Linked DNA regions of Zea mays: region 1 is linked to region 2. A link is a contact called in public Hi-C data. All regions are on one chromosome and are shown on one strand. Each heading gives the region's core, a stretch centred on a gene start, on an enhancer-like site or on the middle of the called end of the contact. The rest is flanking DNA. Distances are from core to core; before and after follow the strand shown.

Evidence for each region. Hi-C and Micro-C count contacts between places; a contact is called where the count stands out from the background.
Region 1: a Hi-C map of tassel shows a contact between it and region 2, with 2.9 times the contacts expected there. The contact joins the promoter of LOC103641662 here to the promoter of LOC100281764 in region 2. A contact is called at or near these places in 2 of 25 Hi-C or Micro-C datasets (ear and tassel).

The regions. Positions count from the first base shown.
Region 1 is chr10:120,415,885-120,421,565 of Zm-B73-REFERENCE-NAM-5.0, reverse strand. It overlaps LOC103641662 (protein disulfide isomerase-like 1-2), which reads left to right and starts at 4,121. Exons shown (of 11, transcript XM_020545945.3): 1 at 4,121-5,681.
Region 2 is chr10:120,236,171-120,241,840 of Zm-B73-REFERENCE-NAM-5.0, reverse strand. LOC100281764 (amino acid permease) reads right to left here and starts at 3,043. Exons shown (of 6, transcript NM_001154684.2): 1 at 2,739-3,043; 2 at 2,193-2,375; 3 at 1,594-1,713; 4 at 902-1,093; 5 at 476-781; 6 at 1-389. The coding sequence starts at 2,837.

The DNA.
Region 1 (5,681 bases), core at 2,872-5,371, 180 kb before region 2:
AGGGGTTCGAAGGCTGGCCCCTCGAAGGGTTCGACAGCCGTCCTAGAGCACGTAGAGCGAGGGATGACTCTGGGTACGTCCGATACATGGCCGAGGCTCGGGCTACGCTCCCAAGGTACCCTAGGACATTTTCGAGATCAGCAGGAGCGATTTTGTAACGGAATCCCATCAGAGGGAGGCATCGAGCCCTCGGACCCTATCGAACGGGACCGGGTCCGGCAAATCACCTGCAGGTACTTTTGGAGCACGTCTCTGGGCCACTAGCCGACCCTTATCAAACGGGGCACATGCGTCCACTCGGATCACCCGTTAGCAACTCACTGGAGACACCATGTTCGGCGCCCTCCGAGGGCAACATGGCGCTTTCCCCCCTCCTCCTTGTGGAAAGGCGACGAAGGGGCGTATGATAAAAGTCGAGTCAGTTCCTGATCGTCCTCTCGCTCCGTGCAGAGGCTCAGGGCTGCTCTCGCAAACCTGGCTACGGCCAAACCGTTGACAGCGTCAACAGACCAGCCTGAAAACTCGGAACCTGACCATGCACCCGGACTACCATCAGATCGCATGAGGGAACAACCAGACCGACCGAGGCATCACGAAAGGCATTAAGACCTTAGAGGAGTCAAACCACTCCTCCGAGGCCTTAGGGGCTACACCCGGCGGGTGCGCTCGCGCGCACCCACCGGAACAAAATGTAAATGAGAAAGGCAGGTCCCCTTGCAAAAAAGTGCGACAAAGCCTCCAAGCGAGTACCAACACTCCCTTTGAGGCTCAGGGGCTACTGTCGGGTACCATAATTAGGGGTACCCCCAACACTACTAAACTCGGCTGGTAATCACCATCAGCACAAGCTGCAGAGACTGATGGGCATGATTCAAGTCAAGGCTTCGTCCACTCGAGGGACGCGATCTCGCCTCGCCCGAGCCCAGCCTCGGGCAGGAACAGTAGTCCCAGGCGAATTCACGCCTCGCCCGAGGGCCTCCTCAAGCAACGGGCGCACCCTCGACTCGTCCGAGGCCCAGCTTGGGCAGGCTTCGCAGTGAAGCAACCTTGGCCAGATTGTCTCGCCAACCGACCGTATCGCAGGAGCATTCAATACGAGGATCGCCTGACACCTTATCCTGACGCACGTTCCTCAGTTGGCAGGGCCGAAGGGACCGCAGTCACTTCGCCCTTCCACTGACCGACCTGATAGGAAAACAGCGTCGCCTGCCCCGCTCCGACTGCTGTGCCACCCGCCAGGGTGAGGCTGACAACAGCTAAGTCCAGCCTCAGGCGCAACAGGAAGCTCCACCTCGCCCGACCTCAGGGCTCGGCCCTCGCCTCGGCCTCGGAAGGTGGTCTCTGCCTCGCCCGACCCCAGGGCTCGGCCTCAACCTCGACCTCGGAAGGCGGTCTTCGCCTGGCCCGACCCCAGGGCTCGGCCTCAACCTCGACCTCGGAAGGCGGTCTCCGCCTCGCCCGACCCCAGGGCTCGGCCTCAACCTCGGCCTCGGAGGATGGTCTCCGCCTCGCCCGACCCCAGGGCTCGGCCTCAACCTCGATCTCAGAAGGAATCGCGTCCTCGCCCAACCCCGGCCTCGGCCTCAGGAGGAGTCTCCGCCTCGCCCGACCTTGGGTTCGGACCGACCACGCCACAGGGGGTACATCATTGCCCTACCCCTAGCTAGCTCAGGCTACGGGGAACAAGACCGGCGTCCCATCTGGCTCGCCCTGGTAAACAAGTAATGATGGCACCCCGCGTGCGTCCATGACGACGGCGGTTCTCAGCCCCCTATGGAAGCAAGGAGACGTCAGCAAGGTCCCGGCAGCCCCGACAGCTGTGCTTCTACAGGGCTCAAGCGCTCCTCCGACGGCCACGATATCGCGTGCACAGGGCTCTAGCACCTCTCCTACAGCCACGTTGGCATGTACATAGGGCTCTGGCTCCTCTCTGCCGGACACGTTAGCATATAGCTACACCCCTATTGTACACCTGGACCCTCTCCTTGCATCTATAAAAGGAAGGTCCAGGGCCCTTATACGGGAGGGTGGTCGCGCGGGAGAACGGGCCGACGAACAGGCTCGCACACTCTCTCTCTCTCCCTCGCGAACGCTTGTAACCCCTCCTGCAAGCGCATCCGTCCTGGGCGCAGGATAACACGAGCCGCGGTTCTCCCCCCTTGTGTTCCATCTCGCGCCAACCCATCTGGGCTGGGACACGCAGCGACAATTTTACTCGTCGGTCCAGGGACCCCCGGGGTCGAAACGCCGACAACCCGTTTGTGAAATAAGGGCCAAATTAATTAAAAATATATATAACATATCTTTCGACTTTATCTGTTCTTTAAGTGTACAGAGAAGTATCAAGTTTGTATTTTCAAAAGATTCAAAATGACCGACAAACTAAAACATTGCAGGTTTAGGGTCTATTCAAAAGATTCAAAAAAGAATGTGGTGAGCGTGGATCAAACACGCAACCTTCAGATCTTCAATCTAACGCTCTCCCAACTGAGTTATCCCCACTTCGTGTTAGCATTAAAAACAAGCTTAATTCATTCGTTTCTAGTGCAGATAGCATGACACTGTGGGATCCAAAGCTCGAGCCACAGTTTTGGCCTGATTTATCGGGCTCTCAGTTCAGGCTTTTGTTGTTGCTCTCCATCGTTACAGTTTCAGACGAAGACTCTTCCTAATCCTACGATTTCAGAAGAATGAAAACGTCGCAATCACATTTCAGAGGTGCAGAAGCGACGTGCACTACAACTTCAGACCAAACAGCAAAAAAAAAAAAGTGATCAGAAAGGGCAAGGAGCTCCAGCTTCTGCCTGATTTATTGGACTCTGTCGATTCAAGCTTTTGTTCCGTCTGAGTGTTACAGTTTCAGACAACGGTTCTGTCAGATCTTAGGCCTCCATTGAAACGAAGAAATTTCACAAAAAAATCAATTTGTTTCACAGGAAATAGGAAACTTTCCTACAACCCAAAGGGGGCCTTCTAAACTTTCTTAGAGAACGAAACGAATGGCGTGGTTTCAATAAAGTTCAGTTAACCGAACAATCGAAACTCAGAGGTGAAGAAGCAACGGGCAAGAGAACAGTGCCAGATCTTTATATATTCTTATACCACAGCAGGGAGAACATCTCCTACCACAAACATTTGACAGGCGTGCTATTCTACTGATCTTAAACATAAGGCAAAATACTCGATTAATCGTGCATACATAGGATAGAACTAAGGCAACAGGTTGATCTGTCTCAACCGAGGCTGTCCTCTGTTACAAACTACTCCTACAAACTACCGATACCGATGCGTTTAGTTTCCATGCTGGGAGGAGGAACGGCGACGCTGGCAGCAGCTAGTCTTGCTCCTCTGGTAAGGGTGGTAGCGGTGGCGGCTCGGCGGAGACGTGCGTGAGACGGCATTTGACACCACAGGCGAGCTCGGGATGTACTCGGGCGAAGAAGCGCACCGGGGACGGCTGACGGGAGTCACAGGTTTGTACTCCGGCGACGCGGCACGCTGTGAGTAGCACGTAGACGGCGAGGCGCAGTGGTGCTCCATGTCGTGGAAGTAGTCTGGCAATCTGCAGCCTGAAGGAGCCCAGGGCGTGTAGTTCACGGTGGCCGGCGTGTAATCTTGAGATCTTGATCGCTGCGACGGCGTCATGGCAGGCTTGTATCCTGGGCCTGGGGTGTAATCTGGTGATTTATGTCGCTGCGACAATGGCGTCAGGGTGTACTCCGGCCAAGAAGGAGAAGCGCGCCGGGGACGGCTAAAGGGAGTCAAGGGCTTGTACTCCGGCGACGCAGCACGCGGTGAGTAGCACGTAAACGGCGAGGTGCAGTGGCGTTCCATGTCGTGGAATGGCAATCTGCAGCCTGAAGGAGTCCGAGGCGTGTAGTTCGCGGTGACCGCTGATGCCTGATGGCAAGGAGCATTCTCGATCCAATCCTTGAAAAATGCACCAGCAAGTGAGAAAACGTGATGCTTTAAACTCATTTCGAACCTGAACACTAATTTAAATGTTAATTTTAACATCTCTGAGGATGTTGATTGGGAAAGGTATGTGTCCCTCGCAAGATCTGGCTCCGACTCACGCATGTTCGTCCCTCATCGTGCGACGACGCAGACGCAGAATGTTGATCTTCTTCAGTTCAGTTTCTCTCGAGACAGCAACTGATCCTGGCTGTTGATTATTCCAGGAGATCCGTCCAATTGTGGATCTTGGAACTGCTGACCTGACTGCGTGCGTCTCAGTGGCATGGCGCGGCACCTGCACCATCACCGTGGCCAAGAACTCGTCGCGCACCTCCGCGCGTCGTCGCCGCTGGCGGACCTCCTGCGCTCCGCGCCGAGCCTCCCCGGCGCCCGAGCTGCGCACGGGTGCGTTCTAAAGTCTCCCGTAGCCGGCGAGACCTTCCTCCTTAACACGCTCGTGTCCACGTACGCGCGGCTCGGCCGACTCCGCGAAGCCCGCAGGGTGTTCGACGGCATCCCCCTCCGCAACACCTTCTCGTACAACGCGCTCCTCTCCGCGTACGCGCGCCTGGGCCGCCCCGACGAGGCGCGGGCTCTCTTCGAGGCCATCCCAGACCCCGACCAGTGCTCATACAACGCGGTCGTCGCGGCGCTCGCGCGGCACGGGCGCGGGCACGCCGGGGACGCGCTCCGGTTCCTGGCCGCGATGCACGCCGACGACTTCGTGCTCAATGCCTACTCCTTCGCCAGCGCCCTGAGCGCGTGCGCCGCTGAGAAGGACTTGAGGACCGGGGAGCAGGTTCACGGCCTCGTCGCCCGGTCGCCGCACGCGGACGACGTGCACATCGGGACCGCGCTCGTGGACATGTACGCCAAGTGCGAGCGCCCGGTGGATGCGCGCAGGGTGTTCGACGCAATGCCCGAGCGGAATGTCGTTTCCTGGAACAGCCTGATCACTTGCTACGAGCAGAACGGTCCCGTGGGCGAGGCGCTCGTGCTGTTCGTGGAGATGATGGCTACTGGTTTCTTTCCGGATGAGGTGACACTCTCAAGTGTCATGAGTGCATGTGCAGGGCTTGCTGCGGAGAGGGAAGGACGGCAGGTCCATGCTCATATGGTGAAGCGCGACAGACTTAGGGATGACATGGTGCTCAACAATGCTCTGGTGGACATGTATGCGAAGTGTGGGAGGACGTGGGAAGCAAGGTGTATCTTTGATTCCATGCCTTCCAGGAGTGTTGTCTCGGAAACATCCATACTCGCCGGGTATGCGAAGTCTGCAAATGTGGAAGATGCTCAGGTGGTGTTCTCGCAGATGGTTGAGAAGAATGTCATTGCTTGGAATGTGCTCATTGCAGCATATGCCCAGAATGGTGAGGAGGAAGAAGCAATTAGGCTCTTTGTCCAGCTGAAAAGAGACTCCATTTGGCCGACACATTACACGTATGGAAATGTTCTGAATGCATGTGGGAATATTGCTGTCCTTCAACTTGGTCAGCAAGCTCATGTGCATGTCCTCAAGGAAGGTTTTCGCTTTGACTTTGGGCCAGAGTCTGATGTGTTTGTTGGGAACTCCCTCGTAGACATGTACCTGAAAACAGGATCCATCGATGATGGTGCTAAGGTGTTTGAGAGAATGGCAGCCAGAGATAACGTGTCGTGGAATGCAATGATTGTTGGTTATGCACAGAATGGCCGTGCAAAAGATGCATTGCATCTTTTTG
Region 2 (5,670 bases), core at 1,794-4,293:
GGCACCGCGTAGCCGCCCACCCAGCCGATGGTGGCGATGGAGGTGATGGCCGTGAACACCACGTTGATGCGCAGGATGGGCAGGCCCAGCAGCGTGCACACCGCCGCGCACAGCCACACCGCGTTCGCCGGCACCTTGTGCCGCGGGTGGATACGGCGCCACACCGACGACAGCGGGACGCCCTGGTCCCGCGACAGCGCGTACACCACCCGCGCCGCGCTCGTCGTGATGGACAGCCCGCCGAAGAAGAAGGAGCCCCAGATGACGAACAGCAGCACGATGGCGCCGGCCGAGCTGTTGTACCGCCCGTGGAACGCGTCGTACAGGATCTGCGCCGGCACGAACGTGCCGGCGGTCTCGTTGTTCGGGTTGTACAGGTAGCTGAAGTCCTGCGCAGGTAAAGAAAGAAAGGACATGTTTTGACATTTGAGAGGAGAAATCAGCACAGCAGCCTCACCAGTCACCACCAAAGTACCTGGATGCTGAAGGTGAGGGCCAGGATGTACGCCCAGCCGAACACGGAGATGATGCCGATGCTGGAGAGGATGGCGATGGGTCCGTTCTTGTCGGCGCCTTTGGTCTCCTCCGTCAGGTGCGCCGCCGCGTCGTACCCGTACAGCGAGTACTGGCTGACCAGGAAGGACAGGACGACGGCGTAGGCGCTGCTGCCGATCCCCGTCACGTCGGGCGCCGTCTGGAAGTGGGTGAACACGTACGACGCCGGCTGCGTCGTCTTGGCCACCAGCGGGAGCATCACCACAATGACGGTGCCACCGATCACCTGCAAGCAAGCACCGAACAGCCGCTGAAGCCGAAAGCTAGGCAACGAACAGGAGCACGGCGCGCCACCGCCACGGGAGGAATGGTTCTCCAGAATCCAGATGCGGCAGCGGTTACCTACCTGCCACCACATGGAGATCACGTCGAGGAACGCGATGACTTCGAGCGCGAAAGTGTTGAGCACGGCCCAGATCAGTGTCAGCCCGATGTACATGACCAGGAACAGCCAGCGAGGGGCCAGGTAGCCACCGCCCATGTTGGTGCCGGTGCAGAGCAGGATGATGCTCTGCAGTACCTGGGATCCTGCGTATGCCTGGAATTGCGACACAGAGGCAGGCAAGATGAGCTGGGCATGGGTAGGTTATATGATTGGCTTAACTTCATGTGAGTACTGTACTGAAGTGCACAGGTAAGTTTACATTGCTAGGATGATCAAGTTGAAATTTTTGAAAGACCTGATCAAGCAGGATATGGTGAGTTGTATGGACAGCGTGTATGGTTTATTATCTATGTATGAGCAGTGAAATCGGCAGCTATTAGTTTCCATTGTTTCAGCTTAGAGATTAGATGGAAATTGCACACAAGAGCAGTCGAGCAGATGAAGAAGATTGCTGCAGGAAATCCAGCTAGAGAGAGAGAGAGAGAGAGAGTAATGAAACGGACAGCTAGCAATTTCCATTTTGCCCGTGTGAAGAACAGATGGAATTCAGAACGGAGGAAGGCCAATGCACTGACTGCGGCAGTGCGGCCTATTATAGACGGTTTAGTTACAGCGTGTGGCGAGATTAGTAGTGATAAACAAACAGAGGGTACCTGTGTGCCAATCCCGGCAATGAGGCCGATGGCCTCCAGCCAAGCGCAGCACCAAGACGCCAACGGACCCCAGACTGGACCTGCCAAATGTGCAGCCCAGAAATACAGAGAACCAGTGGTCTGCTCTCAAAAAGAAAGAAGAAAAAACTGTGTCAGTACGCACATATGTGGCCAGAAACCAACAAGCCTTTCTCAGAAGAAGGATGAAGGAAGACAAGTACGTATATCAGAACAATGTCGTTGAAAAGTCATGGCAGTAAAACTTGATATCGCAACTTAATCTAGGATGGAGTGTGACATTTATCGGTGTTCTTTTGGGATCAGTAAGCAGACATGTTTCAATGGAAGAAAAAAAACAATGGTTCAGTATGCATGCAGAGCAATGGACAGGGTCACAGAAGATAGGTTAGGTACGGAATTATAAACAGGTACCCTTGCTTAACATGGCAACAGTAAATAAAAAAACACGCACGCAAGTGATGGCCATTGAAATGGGAAGCTGGCAGGTCGCACGACCGGCGCAACCAACCAGAACCAGGAGCCAAAGTAAAGGGTAAAAAAAAAACGCGGAGAGACTATAGAGTAGTGCGGGGGCGTACCGGGAAGGAGGAGCAGATCTCGGCCATGGCGACGCCGACGAAGCAGGTGAAGAAGGAGACGACGACCCAGCCCCAGACGAGCGGCGCCGGCCCCGCGTACTGCAGGCTGCTCCCGTACAGCGGCGTGATCCCCGTGAAGAGCGTCATCGTGGAGAAGGAGATGGCCAGCGTCTTGAACAGCGTCTGCAGTGCAGCCAGGCACACACGGGTTTGCGTATGTTACGTTACGTGCATCAAGATCTCGAGAACCGAGAAGAGAGAGAGAGAGAGAGAGAGAGAGAGAGAGAGAGAGAGAGAGAGAGAGAGAGAGAGAGAGAGAGAGAGGTAAGAACAGGCTTGTACTACGCGGCGGTTCTCCGTCCGTCGTAGTGAGCAGGTAGGTCTATTGAAACCTGGTCGCCGCACCGCGCACCTGGCTCCGAGACTCCGAGTCCGAGATGTCCAGAAACGAACACATGCTAGGAACTAGTACGAAGAACACGAGAAGAGAGAAGGAGGGAGGAGGCAGGAAATGGCGTATAGATAGGAACCGGAAGGAAGTAGTACCATCTCCCTGCGGAGCTCCTGCTTGTAGCCGAGCTCGTTGAGGCGCTTCTCGCCGGAGTCCATCGCCTGCGCGCCCTCCCTCTCCCCGCCGCCGGCCATGGCGAGCGGTCCAAGCTCTGCCGGCAGCCCAGGCCCAGTTGCCCTCGCCTCGTCTCGCCTCGCCGTGCGAATGGGATTTATGGGAACGGGAGGAGGGGCTCCTCTCCTCCTGCGCTATAGGGTGGGTTGCGGCGCTGTTTGTTTGCTGGCGTTCGTTATGCACAGCACAGGTGCGGGCACGGCAGCGAGCGGTGTGGAATTTATATGTGTTTTTTCTCTGCGTGTGCTGCGCGTATCCGCTGGGTTGACTAACGGGATTCTCTCTCTCTCCTCCGACTCCGAGACAGGCAGCTTTGCTGGGACTCTCAAGCAAAGCAAGAAATGATATGCGCACCTGTCCAAGCCACCACACCATGAATCTTGATCTGTTTGTTTTCCACGGAGAGGTTAGCCCCACGTTGCTTGCTGCACTGCATCTGCATGGCGTCCACACTTGCCATCGCGTTCAAACGGGACGGGACGGGCGGACGTTGACTGACTTGGTGAGACCAATCTTTTCCCCCTCTCGTGCATGCAGCAAGTACGCGCGCGTCGCCGTCAGGTCCTTCCTGCACCTACACAAACGTCCAAGAACAGCCTTTGAAAGGTCCACGAACGCATCTTTCTTTCTTTCTTTCTTTCTTTCTTTCTCTCTCTCTATAATTATTTTATAACTAGGTATGTGCCCGTGCGTTGCTACGTCGTACAAGTTATTCGATAAATTTTAGTACACAACGATTACATAGATGCCGCGTTGTTGTGGCCTTTATATATCACATAGGTAGATGGATAGTTATTCAAACACTTATCTTTAGCTTTGCTTAGTGAGTCCCAAATTATTAATGGTTGGTATTAGTCATTTTTCATTTTGTAATCAGCAAAAAACAATACATATGCAAAATAAAATATATAAAATAGACAAAATTAAGAGACAACATACAAAACAACCGCCTTAAGATCATTGTAGCTCTTAACCAAAATAGTAGCACAACATGTGGTTCCATGATTTCATTAGATGAATCAGGTGCACATTCAAGAAATAAAATCAAGGGTTGTTCAGGAACAATGGCTAACAGTAAATTTTGAATTACGCACAAACAAGGAACACATTTTCAATGGTGTTTCCGTTCGGGAGCTGGACATTACATCAAGAAAGGTGAGAAGAGGACAGGAAAGGCTCGCCTTGGTAATCAGCCATGTGGCGTGCGCCTGGTAACTGACGTGATGAATTGATGAAACTGGACGCCTCAGCCTTGCTCTATCCTGGTCTGGAGTCTGGACTCTATAGAATGGACTCGGCGGATCTCCTCCGCTCTCCCTCATGGATATGACCCCTCAAGCTTCCATGCCATGGAGGCGGCCGCGTGACTGCCGTTGACCAGCAACCTCCCTCCCGGAGCTCTCTGCAGTGGCGTAGGCCCTAACTCCCAGAGTTGTTTGTGATCACACAACAAATCATGAACATAGTTTCATAATAAATGTTCGAAAGGCTACATAGCATCTGTAAACTTAAAAAATACAAGAAGTGTGTGTCTAACTCGTGTATGAAAGGGGAACCAAGGTCTCAACAATATCATAGAGGATTTAATTTGTTGATCATTTGGTAGCATGGTGGATATGGAATCATAGAAATGGATGTATCTTTGTGGGTGCAGAGGACAATTTCAAAATTGAAATCAAATAAATCATGCAAGATATCAGTGATGAGTTTGACTTGTGTGCCAAGAGCCAAAGGTCTTAGTAGAAAATGACCGTGAAGTAAGAAGATATAGCAGAGGGAATACATGTGTTTTACTTATCATATTAGACTACAGACCTCGATTAGGACCTCCAAGCATGGGAGGGAACATGCAACAATAGAAGGTAACAATGCCATGACACCATCATCGTTTTCAGTATTTGGCTGCAAAAAAAAGATTTATAAGAAGAATTAGACTATTTACAACATTAAAGGAAGCATAAATAATTTTATGCTAGCCTCAGGAATCATGATAATTATTGTGCTTCCATATCCCTCACCATCTCATGTTGATGCATCTTCTCCTCCCCATTTAGATCATCACATTTCACATCTGAGACCACCTACATAATAATAAAATCAGCATAAAAAAGTTATCCACAAACAATCGGATAGTAGAAGCAAGTCAATCTGGAAAATGAACATATTTGTGTTTACTATATGTCTCAGTCGTATGATAAAGACAAACTAAGCAGAAATGGGATGCACACACGTTAAAAGCCCCTCTACGGCTCTACCTGAACATACTTCACCGCAAGGTGCTCCCTGAGTTGCCGCACACGCTCCGCGTAGGCAAGCTGCACGTCGCGGACCCCTCGCCATCCAAGTCCCAGAGGCGCACGTCGTGGCGTGGCATCTCAATGACCATGTCGTGGAAGCTGAAGTCGCGAACGGCGCGCTCCCCAGGCTCGTCCGGAGGCATCCAACAGAGATCAAGAAATTCAAGAATATAGTCCTATGTGTCGCTATCAATTTAGTTTTGGATTTCTTCTATGATAGCATCTATTGTATTTAGAAATCAAAAGAAGCATGATTTTTTGTCAACTTATGATATACACTTCTTTTATCAAGCTAATTTAACACATATTTAACAGACAATTCATATCTCTCTAACATTGAGATCTAATGCAGGAAATTGAAAGCAAAAACAGATGCGTTCCCCCAAAACAGGATACCTACACCTCATGGACGCTGCTACTCAAGTTAAATTGAAGCTCCTCATGGACGCTGCTACTCAAGTTAAACTGGAGCATAAATCAAGCGACATTTGCGTTCCCCTAAAACAGGATACCAGCACCTAATTTCATTTATAAAACTGGTTGCTAACAATTTTAA